Linked DNA regions of Ovis aries: region 1 is linked to region 2. A link is a contact called in public Hi-C data. All regions are on one chromosome and are shown on one strand. The core of a region is the stretch at or near the end of the contact, and the rest is flanking DNA. Distances in the headings are between cores, read along the strand shown. Region 1 has its middle 75 kb from the start of PERP. Region 2 has its middle 170 kb from the start of TNFAIP3.

Region 1 (6,824 bases), core at 2,958-5,457, 280 kb after region 2:
CTCCATCTCTAGGGAGGGGGTGCATCAGCCCTCGGAACTGGAGGGAAGAGCTCTTAGGAGACGCTGGGGATGCTGGAGACCTTCCTGTTGTTGATGGTAAATTCAGCCTTGGGAATTAGCTAAAGGCAGAAGTTTCCATCTCCCAGATGCGATGCTGTGATTTCTAATAAGAAATACATCTTTGGCTTTGTCCTGGTTCCTGGCACAGAGCTCCTGAAACTCTTGTAAATTCCTAAGTGGTAAGTACACTAGGGGGCTCCCCTGGTGGCTCAGACAGTAAAGAATCTGCCTGCAATGCAGGAGACCTGAGTTCGATCCCTGGGTCAGGAAGATCCCCTGAAGAAGGGCATGGCTATCCCCTCCAGTATTCTTACATAGAGTAGGACAAGATTGAGTGACTACCCTTTCACTTTCAAGAACACTAGGAGCATCTCTTGTGCTAATGAGGAGATTCTGAGAGCACTCTTGCATGGGGGCTGGTCATCAGAAAGACTAAATCATGATTAGATGCTTGGCATTTTCAGCCTCATCCTCTCAACCACACCTCTCTAGAAAGAGGAGAGGGCCTGGAAATGGAGTGAAGGTGCCATCATGCCTACATGCCTACATGCCTCCAGGGAAATCCCAAAGTAAGGGGTTCAGAGAACTTCCCAGGTGGTGAACACATCCCTGTACCAGCTGGTGATGCTCCCCAACTCCACGGGGACAGATGCTCCTGAATCCATGACCCTTCCAGAACTCACCCTATGTAGCGCTTCATCAGGCTGCTCATCTGTACCCTTTAACAAACTAGTAAACAAAAGTGTGTCCCTGAGCTCTGTGAGCTGTTCTAGTAAATAATCAAGTCCCAGGGGGAGAAGATCAGGTGTGTAGCCGTGTCCAGCAGAAGCTGTGGAAACCTGAGGACCTCCACTTGCATTTGGCTTCTGAGGTGGGGGAAGGGGCAGTCTTTTGGGACTGAACCCTTCACCTGTGGGGTCAGACACTACCTCTAGGTAGACAGCACAGAACTGAGTTAAACTGTAGGACACCCAGCTGGTGTCACAGAAATTGCTTAGTATGGGAAACCCTGACACCCATTTCATGTCAGAAGTGTAGTGAGTGTGGTAGTTGTGTCAGAGACACAGAGGAGGGAAGGTTGGATAGTTTTCTAAGCCACCATCCCAGGCTGGAACCCATCCAGAAATCGAAGCATAGTTGCGCCAACTGTGTTGGGATTCTAGAAATTCTGTATTACGCCAGTTTTAGTTACCTGTGATCTATTTGTAGTCCTGTACACTTATGATATGCAATGTTGTTGTTCAGTCGCCAAGTCGTGTCCGACTCTTTGCGACCCCATGGACTGCAGCTCGCCAGGCTTCCCTGTCCATCACCATCTCCCGGAGTTTGCCCAAATTCATGTCCATTGAATCGGTAATGCCATCCAACCATCTCATCCTCTGTCATCCTCTTCCCCTCCTGCCTTCAACCTTTCTCAATATCAAGGTCTTTTCCAGTAAGTCAGCAGTTCACATCAGGTGGCCAAAGTATTGGCGCTTCAGTAAGTCTTTTAAAGTCAAAAGGACCTGGGGAGCTTTCTTCAGAGATGACTAGGAAGGGAGGGACCCCAGGATGGGGTGCTGGCCTGGCCCTCAAGGGACAGGAAGGGTTGGGAAAGCAGGCTGAGTCATTGCAGGCTGCAATCAAGAAAGAACAAACCGAGGGACCCCAGAGATGTGTGCTTGACAAGAGGCTATAAGCTGAGTAAGAAATAGAGAATCAAAGTCCTCTGACAGGTAAGGGGCCGGAGAGGGAGGAACCAGGCCTCACACCTGGGTGGGAACAACTAATCAACCTGTCAAAACCTATTTCCCATCAAGGGAGGGCTGGCAGCTACCTGGCTGGCTTGGCGAATGGTGTGTACTGATTGTAAGGGGTGAGGGTCAAGCTTGGAGAGAGCATCTTGGAGAGGGTGCTTGTTTCAAGGCCACGGGGACGGACACCAGAGAAAGTTGCTGCTACCTGTCACTGGTTCTCTGTGGATTAGTGGTTACCAGCCTGGGCCGTTGGTACAAAGGTAAGTCAGAGTCAGCAAAAGCAATAGACTTTATATCACAGATAAGCCTTGTACTCTTGGTGAGATTATTGTACAATCCATTTTACATGAAAAGGAAATGACTTTTGAGGCCCTCCTTTCCCACCCAGCAGGAAGGCGTGAGAATTGAGCCCTACAACACTCTGCCTCCCCTTCCGTAGATAAACTTCCCTGCTCCCTCCCTCCATGCTCTTCCTTACACCTGCCTGGCCAAACCCCACCCTGGTTAACCCCACCCTCTATGGAACAACAGACTGGTTCCAAATAGGAAAAGGAGTACGTCAAGGCTGTATATTGTCACCCTGCTTATTTAACTTCTATGCAGAGTACATCATGAGAAATGCTGGACTGGAAGAAACACAAGCTGGCATCAAGATTGCTGGGAGAAATATCAATAACCTCAGATATGCAGATGACACCACCCTTATAGCAGAAAGTGAGGAGGAGAGTAAAAAAGTGGGCTTAAAGCTCAACATTCAGAAAACGAAGATCATGGCATCCAGTCCCATCACTTCATGGCAAATAGATGGGGAAACAATAGAAACAGTGTCAGACTTTGTTTTTTTGGGCTCCAGAATCACTGCAGATGGTGACTGCAGCCATGAAATTAAAAGACTCTTACTCCTTGGAAGAAAAGTTATGACCAACCTAGATAGTACATTCAAAAGCAGAGACATTACTTTGCCGACTAAGGTCCGTCTAGTCAAGGCTATGGTTTTTCCATTGGTCATGTATCGATGTGAGAGTTGGACTGTGAAGAAGGCTGAGCACCGAAGAGTTGATGCTTTTGAACTGTGGTGTTGGAGAAGACTCTTGAGAGTCCCTTGGACTGCAAGGAGATCCAACCAGTCCATTCTGAAGGAGATCAGTCCTGGGATTTCTTTGGAAGGAATGATGCTAAAGCTGAAACTCCAGTACTTTGGCCACCTCATGTGAAGAGTTGACTCATTGGAAAAGACTCTGATGCTGGGAGGGATTGGGGGCAGGAGGAGAAGGGGATGACAGAGGATGAGATGGCTGGATGGCATCACTGACTCGATGGACGTAAATCTGAGTGAACTCCGGAAGTTGGTGATGGACAGGGAGGCCTGGCATGCTGCAATTCATGGGGTCGCAAAGAGTCAGACATGACTGAGCAACTGAACTGAACTATCACTCTGTGCCTGCAGCCCTACCCCCGCACAGGGCTAGAAAAAACACCCCACCATGGCAGCTGGTCTTATTTTAAATTCATGGCAGCAGATATCTGAGATTCTGCTAGGCCCATACTAACCCAAGCAGTTCTGTCATATTTCCCGAGTCAGCTCGCTCCCGTGACCTTGTAGATGACGATCACGTACCTTCCCCCCTCTTCAAACTTCCATCGCATTCTCCCTCTTCCTGACTCTGCTAAACATTTGCTTCCATTTTATGGTGAAAGTTGAAGCAACCAAAAGAGAAATTCCACACCCTGTCATCTCCCCATTCACCCACCCACCCCACCTGCCTAGGTGCTCAGACCATTTGCCTTCCCTTCTGCAACTCTGGAGGAGCAGCTCATGATCATTAGGTCAATAAAAACCAATTCTGTACATTATGTCCCATCCCTTTTCACCTACTCACGGACACCATGGCCCACCTGATCTCATGCCTCAGTCCTTTCCCTCCTGTCTTAGCGCAGTCCCCATAACATACAAACATGCTAGAATAGCTCCCATGTTACACACACACATCTTCTGAAATCTACTTTCCCCCCCGAGTTATTATCCCACTTGTCCCTTTTCTTTTAGAGCAAAATGCCTTAAAGAGTTTTTTAATCCTTTGTGATCTCCACTTTCATTCTTCCCATGCTCTCTAGAACCCACTCCAGTCAGACTTCTGCCTGACTCTCCCACTGCAAGAGTTCTGGGCAAAGACAGCAACCGGCACATGGTCAAGCCCCAGGGTCACTGCAGAGTCTTTTTTGTCTCATCCATTCGCAGTATCTGTTGTCCCTCTCTCCCTTCTTGAAACACTAACTTCATTTGGCTGGTCGGTCATGACTTCCTCTTGGTTTTCCTCTGAATGCACTGGCCTCTTTTTATTGTCCACTGAACTTCATCCTCACATGAACTCTGGATGTGGGGAGTGCCTCAGGGTAGAGTCCTCTGACCTTTTTTCAGCTCAGACTACATTCACTTCCTCAGCTTTCAGTGTGACTCTGGCCAGCAACTCCCATACCGACATCTCTAACCAGACTCTCCCCTGAATTCCAGGATCCTGAATCTATCTGTTGGACACCTCTGATAACCCATGGACAGTGCTTCAGCAGTTGGCCTCCAGAATCTATTTGTGATGGAAGCCTAGCCCTTCCAGTTAGCAGATGCATGAACAGAAAAGTGTTGACATATTAAGTGTGACTACTGGTCTTGAAAAGGCTTCTCTGTGAGGTTGATCCTTGGTTGGTATCTAGCAACTTGGATTTTGAGACTGTTCACTCCATTTCCCAAATTGATAAGCGTGCCTCCTGTGCCTGAACTGGGCAAGCAGTACAATTCACGCTGAATATCTGCTTTCCTTCTGGGAGCCTGGAATTTGTACACATGCTGGGCAGAGATCGTCTACACAACCAGCCTCCAGTAAGTATCCAGGCATTGAGTCACTAATGAGCTTCCTTGGGAGTCACTTCACATGTGTTGTCACCACTCTTTGTTGGGGACATTAGTGCATCCTGGGTGACTGTATCAGGAGGGGACTCTTGGAAGCTTGTGTCTGGTTTCCCCTCAACTTTGTTCTCTGTGCCTTTTTCCTTTGCTTATTTTACTTGGTATCTTTTCACTGTAATGGATCACAGCCATGAGCATGACTGCATGCTGAGTCCTGTAAGTCGTCCTAGCAGATCACTCAACCTGGGGTAGGTCTCAGGGATGCCCAACATACATATGTCTCTGAACTAGTCACTTCATCTTCCTGTGCTTTGGTTTCCTCATCTGTAAAGTGGGAATAATAATAGCATTCAATCCCAGGGACAGAGGAGCCCGGTGGGCTGCCGTCTATGGGGTCACACAGAGTCAGACACGACCGAAGCAACTTAGCAGCAGCAGCAGCAGCATGTGAGGTTTATACAAGTGAATACACATAAAGAACTTAAAACAGTGCCTGACTGATGGTAAACACAGATATCATGTCATCTCAAACGTAAGTGTCTAAGAATGTACAGTTAGGTAAGATGAGAGCCAGGGTAAGAAGCTGAATATCTCTGACTTTTTGGTTTTACTATGGACATTATACTCCTGTCATGTCTCAAACATTTAAATTACTCTGGACTCTATATACATTCAGCCATCTGGAATAATTCCATTCTGTAAGCCATCTGATGGTTTACCTACAGAGACAGTGATTAGAAGTTCATCACTCAGTTTGTCTTCTTGAATAGTCATAAAAATACATATGACAAATTCAATCTGTAAGAATATAATTGCAAGACATTTATGGACTATAATCTATTTTTATCCTAGAGGGCACTGTGCTGTGGACAAACTCAGAGACTGCTATTCAAAAGGTGACACTTTTACAACAGAGTCTTCAATTTTTCTCCCTAAGCATTTATGAAGGCTGCTCTGTGCAAAGCTCTATAAGGCACGATGTTGCTGTTGTTCAGTTGCTCAGTGGTATCTGACTCTTTTCAGCCCCATGGACTGCAGCACGCCAGGCTTCCCTGTCCTTCACCATTTCCCCGAGCTTGCTCAAACTCATGTCCACTGAGTCAGTGATGCCATCTAATCATCTTGTCCTCTGTCATCCCCTTCTCCTCCTGCCTTCAATCTTTCCCAGCATTAAGGTCTTTTCCAATGAGTTGGCTCTTCGCATCAGGTGGCCAAATTATTGGAGCTTCAGCTTCAGCATCTGTCCTTCCAATGAACATTCAGGCCTGATTTCCTTTAGGACTGACTGGTTTGATCTCCTTGCAGTCCAAAGGACTCTCAAGAATTTTCTTCAACACCACAGCTCAAAAGCATTAATATTTTAGCACACGGCCTTCTTTATGGTCCAACTCTCACATCCATACATGACTACCGGAAAAACCATAGCTTTGACTAGACAGGCCATATCAGCAAAGTAATGTCTCTGCTTTTTAATATGCTGTCTAGGTTGGTCATAGCTATTCTTCCAAGGAGCAAGCTTTTTTTTAATTTTGTGGCTGCAGTCACCATCTGCAGTGATTTTGGAGCCCAAGACGATAAAGCCTGGCACTGTTTCCCCATGTATTTGCCATGAAGTGATTGGACAGGATGCCACGATCTTTGTTTTCTGAATGTTGAGTTTTATGCCAGCTTTTTCCCTCTCTTTCACCTTCATCAAGAGGCTCTTTAGTTCCTCTTTGCTTTCTGCCATAAAGCAGAAATGATGTTACTGAGAAATGTCATTTAGTATTGCAGATAGTGACCATCACTGACCTTTCCACTTAGTAATAGAGGGGCTGCCCATCAGACACCACCCAGCTTCCTCCAGACTTCAGGGAATCCCAGACAGGACTTCAAACTCATTTCTCTCTCGCATGCCACAAAGCAGGGCAGGGGAGGCTCATTGTTCCTGATTAAGCACGCACTGGTTCTCCCCACATTACCTCTCCCAGGTCTTTCTCCAGCTGCTCTTATCTTCGTGTCCAGGACCAGGCATGTCAGTCTACATGACCCATCTGTTCACACCTGTCTGTTACTCCGTGACTCTGCTCTCCTTGATACCCTTCTGTGACGGGGGGAGTCAACTAGTACAGCCAAACCAGATTCAC
Region 2 (7,385 bases), core at 2,267-4,766:
CTCCATCTTCTGTCACCCAATGGGCCTGTGCCTCCTGCCTTGACCTCTAGAGAAAAGAAAATCTCTCTCATTCTTTGGACCAAAGGAGTCTACATCAATGGTTCCCAGATTTTTGTTTTGTTTTGTTTTTAAGTGGTGGTGGTGGTAAATTGCTTTGGCATTGCCAAAATACAAGCACTAAGAAAACCCCCAAAACTCCAAATACATCTAGAGTCATTATTTATTAATAGAGACAATAATTTTTCTAAAAAAAAAAAAAAGATGTAAGGGCCAGAAGGGCATAAATCTCAGGATAAATGACAGTTTTAAAAAAGTAACAAATTCTTATTTAGGACAGCCTTTCTAAAATATCCTTATTTTTTAAATGTTTCTATGGATTGAGGAAGGGGCTTCCCCAGTGGCTTAGATGGTAAGGAGTCTCCCAGCAATGCAAAAGACCCCAGTTTGATCCTTGGGTTGGGAAGATCCCCTGGAGAAAGAAATGGCAACCCACTCCAGTATTCTTGCTTGAAGAATCCCATGGATAGAGGAGCCTGGAGAGCTATAGTCCATGGGGTTACAGAGAGTTGGACATGACTGATCAACTAACACACACACACACACACACACACACACACACACAACACACACACACATGGATTGAGGAAACTTCATCACAAATCAGAACAGCGAATCAGGAGCTCTGAGTTCAAATCCAGACTCTGATGTTCTTTAGGTCCTTTGGGAAAAGCATTTATTCTCTGCCCTCTGTTTTGCTATTTCCTAAATGAGGGGATTATGTTAGCTGATTTCTCATGGGCCTCTCAGGCTCTCACTGTCTCTGAGCTGCGCTTTCTCTGATTATAATGTGGAAGGCTGAGATCAGTTTCTATCACTTCTCAACCACTCATTTTATATAACATTTCATAATAAATGTTTCATCAGTTCCACCTGCAACTCAGCTAACAGCTCCCTCCCTAGGATCCATGAAGGCTTGTCATATCATACAAAACCCAGTAATTTTCCCACTAGTCCGGGAGTTTCCCAGGATTTTCTGCCAAAGATTATTTTGGCGTCTAACAATGCTTTGGAGCTTTCTGTCGTTAGTATTATTGTCAACAAAAAACATTTCTCAAGTTCACAAGGAAAATTACCAAATAAAGACAATAAAGACATGATTATTTACTGGGTAAAAGTCAGACCATATATGAAAGAACCACACTGTCCAAACAGCATCAATACATCAGGGAGTTGGGATGCAGATAAGGTGATTAAAACAGCAGCTTTGAGGGAGACATATTGTACTAGTAGCTAGCAGAGCAAAGGGCCAGCACCTCCCTTCTAATTGGTCCAGAAATAATCATTGACAGATTAAGATTACATAAGAAGGTGGAAAGGAAAGGAAAAGTATTAGTCAGTCAGTTGCGTCTGACTCTTCATGACCCCGTGGACTATAGCCTACCAGGCTTCTCTGTCCATCGAATTCTCCAGGCAAGAATACTGGAGTGGGTTGCCATTTCTGCCTGCAGGGGATCTTCCCAACCCAGGGACTGAACCTGGGTCTCCTGCATTGTTGGCAGATTCTTTACTGACTGAGCCACCAGGAAATCCATCTAAGAAGGTGGAGTATGGGAAGAAAGGAGAAGGGACATGCATTGGAGACGGAAATGGCAACCCACTCCAGTGTTCTTGCCTGGAGAATCCCAGGGATGGGGGAGCCTGGTGGGCTGCCGTCTCTGGGGTCACACAGAGTAGGACACAACTGAAACGACTTAGCAGCAACAGTAGTATACTATAAAAGAGGCTTCCCAGGTGGCTCAGTGGTAAGAATCTGCCTGCCAGTGCATAAGACATAGGTTTGATCCCTGGATCAGGAAGATTCCCTGGAAGAGGGAACAGCAACCCACTCCAGTATTCTTGCCTGGGAAATTCCAAAGGCAGAGGAGCCTAGGGGGCTACAGTCCAATTGGGTCAGCCATGATATAGCAACTAAACAAAATAGCAAGAATCCTCCAATACACGACTGCACCATAATACAAAAGGTGGCCCCCACAATAAAAAATTATCCAGCCCAAAAGGTCATTAGGGTTGAAGCTGAAAAACTTTGAATTAGAGAAAATTTGGGAGTAAGAATGAGAGGACATTTAGCACAGATGTTAAACATAAGGATGATGTTAACTTTGAGACCAAGAAGGAGAGAGAGGAGGTGCACGGCTTACTGACGTCTGGCAACACCATCCTTTCTGAGGCTTCAGAATCAGCATCAGGAAGCACGAATAACACAGATCCCAGCTGGGTTTGTTGCTATCCTGGGAGCAGAAGTGTGGCATGGAGGTGGGGCCCAGAGTCAGCCACTGCCCTTCCTCCTCTGCCTGGTGCCTGTGCCAAGCTGAAGGCTGCTCTGAAGGAGAAAGAATGAGAGCCAGTCTGAGGGGTGAAGGCACCAGGCACAGAGGCGAGGTAGGCAAAGCAGATTTGCTTCTTCAGGATGTACCGACTGAGGCCATGTGCTTTCCTGGCCTTGAGAAGCTGCGGATGTTAGAACAGGGCCACATAGCTGCTATCTGGGTTTAGCACATGGAATCCCTGACCTAAAGCGTTCTGGGTAGTTAAATAAACCCAGCGTAGTTAGGTAGGCCCAACAGATTTTTCTCCCAACCTCATCTCCTAGTCTCCACTGCCCTCCTCTTCACTCCAGCCAAGCCAGCCTCCTTCATTAATCAGGAACACTCTTGCCTCAGGGCCTTTGCACGAGCTGCTTGCTGCCCTTGCCTGGAGTTCTCCTCCCTACACCCACATAGCTAATACCTTCACATACTCCACGTCTCTGCTCAGATGCCAGCTTCTCCATAGGCTAACCACCCAACTCAAAATACAACCCATCCTGCCAAACACATTCCTCAAGCCCAGTCCCAGCAACACTCATCACTATTTCCAGTGCTATATATAATTGTCGGCTTCCTTTATTCAATATTTATCTCTCCCCATCGGAATGTATGCTTGAGAGTTAGAAATTTTAGTATGCCTTCTTCACTGATGAATCCCAGAATTCAGTAGAGTGCCTGGCATATACATGCCTTTACATACTCACTGTGCTTTAAACCTGTGTGCCATGGCTATTCATTCCATTGCTAGTATGCCTTATGAATTAATATTTTAAATAAACCTTATAGTTATATAATGAATAATACAAATTGAATTGAATTTTTCCATTAAAATGATAATTTTATTCAGTGTAAACATTTTAGATACACAAGTTTATTAAATCTACTTAGGCAAGCCATATAAAAAAAAAATTTTTTTAATGAACAGGGACCCTTTAAGAATGAAAGCAGGAGAGCCTCTATGTCCTGTTTTCCTCACTAATAGATAAACTCACAGGGCTATTCACAATGGTGCAGCATTCATAGAATCAACAAGCTTCCAAACAGGGTGGGACTATTTTGGTTTAAAGTCGTGCTCTGCACATAGCATAGGGTAATCATGAGACCAGTGAAGCAATCAGAGATATCTAATGGCTGGGAACAGAACGTTCTTTGAAATCAACTCTGACATGAGCAGACAGTCCCGCCTTCCTTCAAACCATCCTGAAGGGGAAGTATGTCGGCTTGGACAGTAATGAAACAGGGTGGGAATTCCCCCTTCCCTTTAGTCTACTTTACAGACAAACTTCGTGAGGGTGAAAGATGGGTCATTTCCATCCACAGATGCTTTAGCGTGAAGCCAACACTGCCTGAGAAGTAAATATTGGAGAATAAGTGAAACTAACTTGAGTTCCCTGCAAAACAGAATTTTTAGAAAAACAAGTGGCATTAAAAATTGCCAACCTTTAGACACTGCTGTTTCATAGCGTCACCGATAGATGGCAGCACGTGATCCATCTTTCTTCATCAATAACTGCATTCAAAGGTATTTTTCTCAGTAAAGGTCCACTTCTCCATCCTTCAGCTCCTCTGAAACTGTCCCTGTCATCAAGCAGCAATTTAGGTGTGCAACAAAATCATAGGGTTTTTTCCCCCTCTCTTTATCTAGATAGAGCTTACCAAATAAGTTGGTAACTAGTTATCTCGGGAAGAGTCGAAAGGCACAGGGAGCGATTTTTGTGATTTTCCTTTTTAGGAGAGCTTTAACGTGAATGAACACTAATATTTGAATGATTTATGCTGAGTTGACCACTGCAATTCCTTCCAGCCCCAAACATTTCTGATCTGTGACCCAAAAAGTTCCAAAGGGTGTTTCCAATAGAAAAAAAATTATTTTCCCTAGAAAATATTTGGCTTGGCTCATATTTTAAAAATAAACAACAACAAAAAAAAACCCCCAAATCAAACGATCCTTTGGGTAAATAAAAGTATTCAACAAAGAAAATCAAAACCTGGTAGACAGCCCACTAGAGTAGTACTTTAAAAAAAAAGAAAAAGAAAAACAGAGTTTTTTAAGCTACTAGTCACAATTAATCCATGTTTTGGAAATCACCTATGTAGGCCATAACAAGCATTGTAGAATACTTTATATTATGATTCAATATATTATTACAATACAATATAACATGCTACAATATATACAATACGGGCTTCCCAGATGGCTTAAGCGGTAAAGAATCCCCCTGAGTCAGGAGACTCAGGAGACACAGGTTTGATTCCTGGGTTAGGAAGATCCCCTGGAGAAGGAAATGGCAGCCCACTGCATTATTCTTGCCTGGAAAATTCCATGGACAGAGGACCTTGGCAGGCTATCGTCAATGGGGTTGCAAAGAGCTGGACATGACTGAGAGACTGAACGCACACATGCACAATACATCAGCGTGTATCCCTGCGTATAGGGTTCTAAGGTAAAACTCCTCTGTTGGCTCATGGCCAAAGAAAAGTTACAAAACTTGGCCATGGAGGGCTGTGTTTGCTTTAAACATGTGCATTTTCTATTGAAAAAAATTTACAAATAGAATTTGGGGTCAGTGTTACTGGCATAAAACAGCAAGCTAAATTGAGGGTCTCCCCAACCACTGGTTTACAAATATAGAGAATTAGGCCATTTATCATTATTGTTATCCATGTATTCACAATTTTCCATAACAATCCTATTATCAGGCATTTTGTCTTATTCTGCCATAAACATATTCATACTCATGAATTTATATGTCTGAAATTTCAGTTTAGAAAAACCTAGTCACTGATTTACTGATAGGCCAGGGGTCAAAACTTAAATGTCTAAAGGAGCTGGTCAGGTAAAATGAATAAAACAGGCCAGCAGAAGCAAAGGACTAAATTTGGATTTTATAGGAAATATGTGATTTTCTAAAGTTGAAAAGTAACATTTAAAAATGAAAGAAAAAAAAAGCTGGATCTGCTTTCAACTAAATTATATCCCTCATGAATTTATATGTTGAAACCCTAACTCTCAAAATGACTATATTTGGAGACAGGGTCCTAAGGAAGTAATTACGGTTAAGTGAAATCTAAGTCTAGGGCCCCAATCCAATAGGAAGAATGGCCTTATCAGAAGAGGAAGAGAGAAAAATATCCTATGCACACATTAAGGAAAAGCTATGTAAGCCCGTGGACTGTAAGGAGATCCAACCAGTCCATTCTAAAGGAGATCAGTCCTGGGTGTTCTTTGGCAGGAATGATACTAACGCTGAAACTCCAGTACTTTGGCCACCTCATCCGAAGAGCTGACTCATTGGAAAAGACTCTGATGCTGGGAGGGATTGGGGGCAGGAGGAGAAGCGGACGACAGAGGATGAGATGTCTGGATGGCATCACCGACCTGATGGACATGAATTTGGATAAACTCCGGGAGTTGGTGATGGACAGGGAGGCCTGTCGTGCTGTGATTCATGGGGTCGCAAAGAGTCGGACACGACAGAGCGACTGAACTGAACTGAACTGATGTAAGCCCATGGCAAAATGGTGGCTGTCTACCAGCCATGCAGAGAGCCCTCACCTGGAATTGTAACTGCCAGCACGTGGTTTTGGACTTCTAGCCTCCAAAACTGTGAGAAATGTGTTTCTGTTGTTGAAGCCAACCAGTTTGTGGTATTTTGTGACAGCAGCTAGAACATTCTAATACAAGGCCTAAGACCTAGATATGCCCAAGATTCTTCAGTTTGCAACCTCTGCCTCAGTTACACTTCAGCTTGAGTGATGTAAGCCTAACTGGGGTAAGTGTCTGAAGTCACTTTAAGGCATCAATCCTCACAATGGCTATGAAATCTCAATACAACTGTGACAGGATATTTGTTCATAAAACAAATATTTCAAGAGTATGTGATCAAAACTTGTTTGACGGTGAGTAAAGTAAGGAAAAGAAAAGCTACCTTGAGAACTTAGAGAAGAAATATGACCGTTTCCAGAAGAGGTGATCTTCATAGTTTCAGAATGAGTGCTCTCCTCAGCCCTATGCAGGCAGGCTGGAGAGGGATTGGCAGGCATCCGGCAGGACAGGGCCTGTCGGATCTGGCTTTCACTTTCTTCTTCCTTTCCTGTTCCAAGTCATCGGTCCTCACCCTGTCCCATTGCAATTCACACATTATTTGGTTTAATCCCATGGTTTTCAAGATTTCATTCATTTTTGGACAATTTTTTAATACTTAGAAAGTGTTCACTTTGTGTTATGCACACATCTAGGTTCTGAGATACATCTGTGAAGAAAACAGACGAAATTTCTTGTGTTCACAGCATTTCCATCCTAGTTGGGTGAGACAGATGATCAACAAAGTAAATAAAACATGTGATGTGCTAGAAGGCAGTAAGGTACCTTCTAGCAGGATCGTTTGAGAGTACTTAATTCTGCTCCGTGTGCATGCATGCTTAGTTGCTCAGTTGTGTCCGACTCTTTGGCCACCCCATCGACTGTAGCCCACCAGGCTCCTCTGTCCGTGGGATTCTCCAGGCAAAAATACTGGAGTGGGTTGTCATTCCCTTCTCCAGGGGATCTTCCCGACCCAGGGATTGAACCCTGGTCTCCTGAATTACAGGCAAATTCTTTACCATCTGAGCCACCAGGGAAGCCATTGCGAGTTTTAATTAATTTAATAAACTATGTGATTCAATCATCTTTATTCAACTTGTGAGCCTTTCTTTGAGAGCTTGCCTAGTTGTGACCCTTAAGGTTGTCATAGCCGTGGAATAATTTTCCACGTGACAAAAATGAAAAGTGCTTTAGCATCAAAAATAGAGCACAAAAGGGAGATGGAGGGGGGGTAGTTTAAATAGAGTGGTCAAGAAAAATCTGATTGAGAAGGCAACATTTGAGCAAAGACTTGAAGGGGTTTAAGGAGCAAGACAGGCAGATAGCCATCCTCAGGAAGATCAGTCCAGACGTGGGACCTGTATATACAAAGAGCCCCAGTTGTGAGCTTTTCTGGCAAGCTCCAGGGACAGCAAGGAGGCCTGCCAGAAGTCAAG

The links. Hi-C and Micro-C count contacts between places; a contact is called where the count stands out from the background.
Region 1: a Hi-C map of mesenteric adipose tissue shows a contact between it and region 2, with 4 times the contacts expected there. The contact joins two enhancer-like sites. A contact is called at or near these places in 13 of 16 Hi-C or Micro-C datasets (blood, hypothalamus, liver and 6 more).

Annotation. Positions count from the first base shown.
Region 1 is chr8:63,124,759-63,131,582 of ARS-UI_Ramb_v3.0, forward strand. No RefSeq gene overlaps it. Among named protein-coding and RNA genes, the nearest start is that of PERP, 75 kb to the right of the region's middle. Within about 2 kb of position 4,208, at least 5 of the 54 cell types and tissues checked have an H3K27ac peak or open chromatin away from gene starts, as enhancers often do.
Region 2 is chr8:62,849,040-62,856,424 of ARS-UI_Ramb_v3.0, forward strand. No RefSeq gene overlaps it. Among named protein-coding and RNA genes, the nearest start is that of TNFAIP3, 170 kb to the right of the region's middle. Within about 2 kb of position 3,517, at least 8 of the 54 cell types and tissues checked have an H3K27ac peak or open chromatin away from gene starts, as enhancers often do.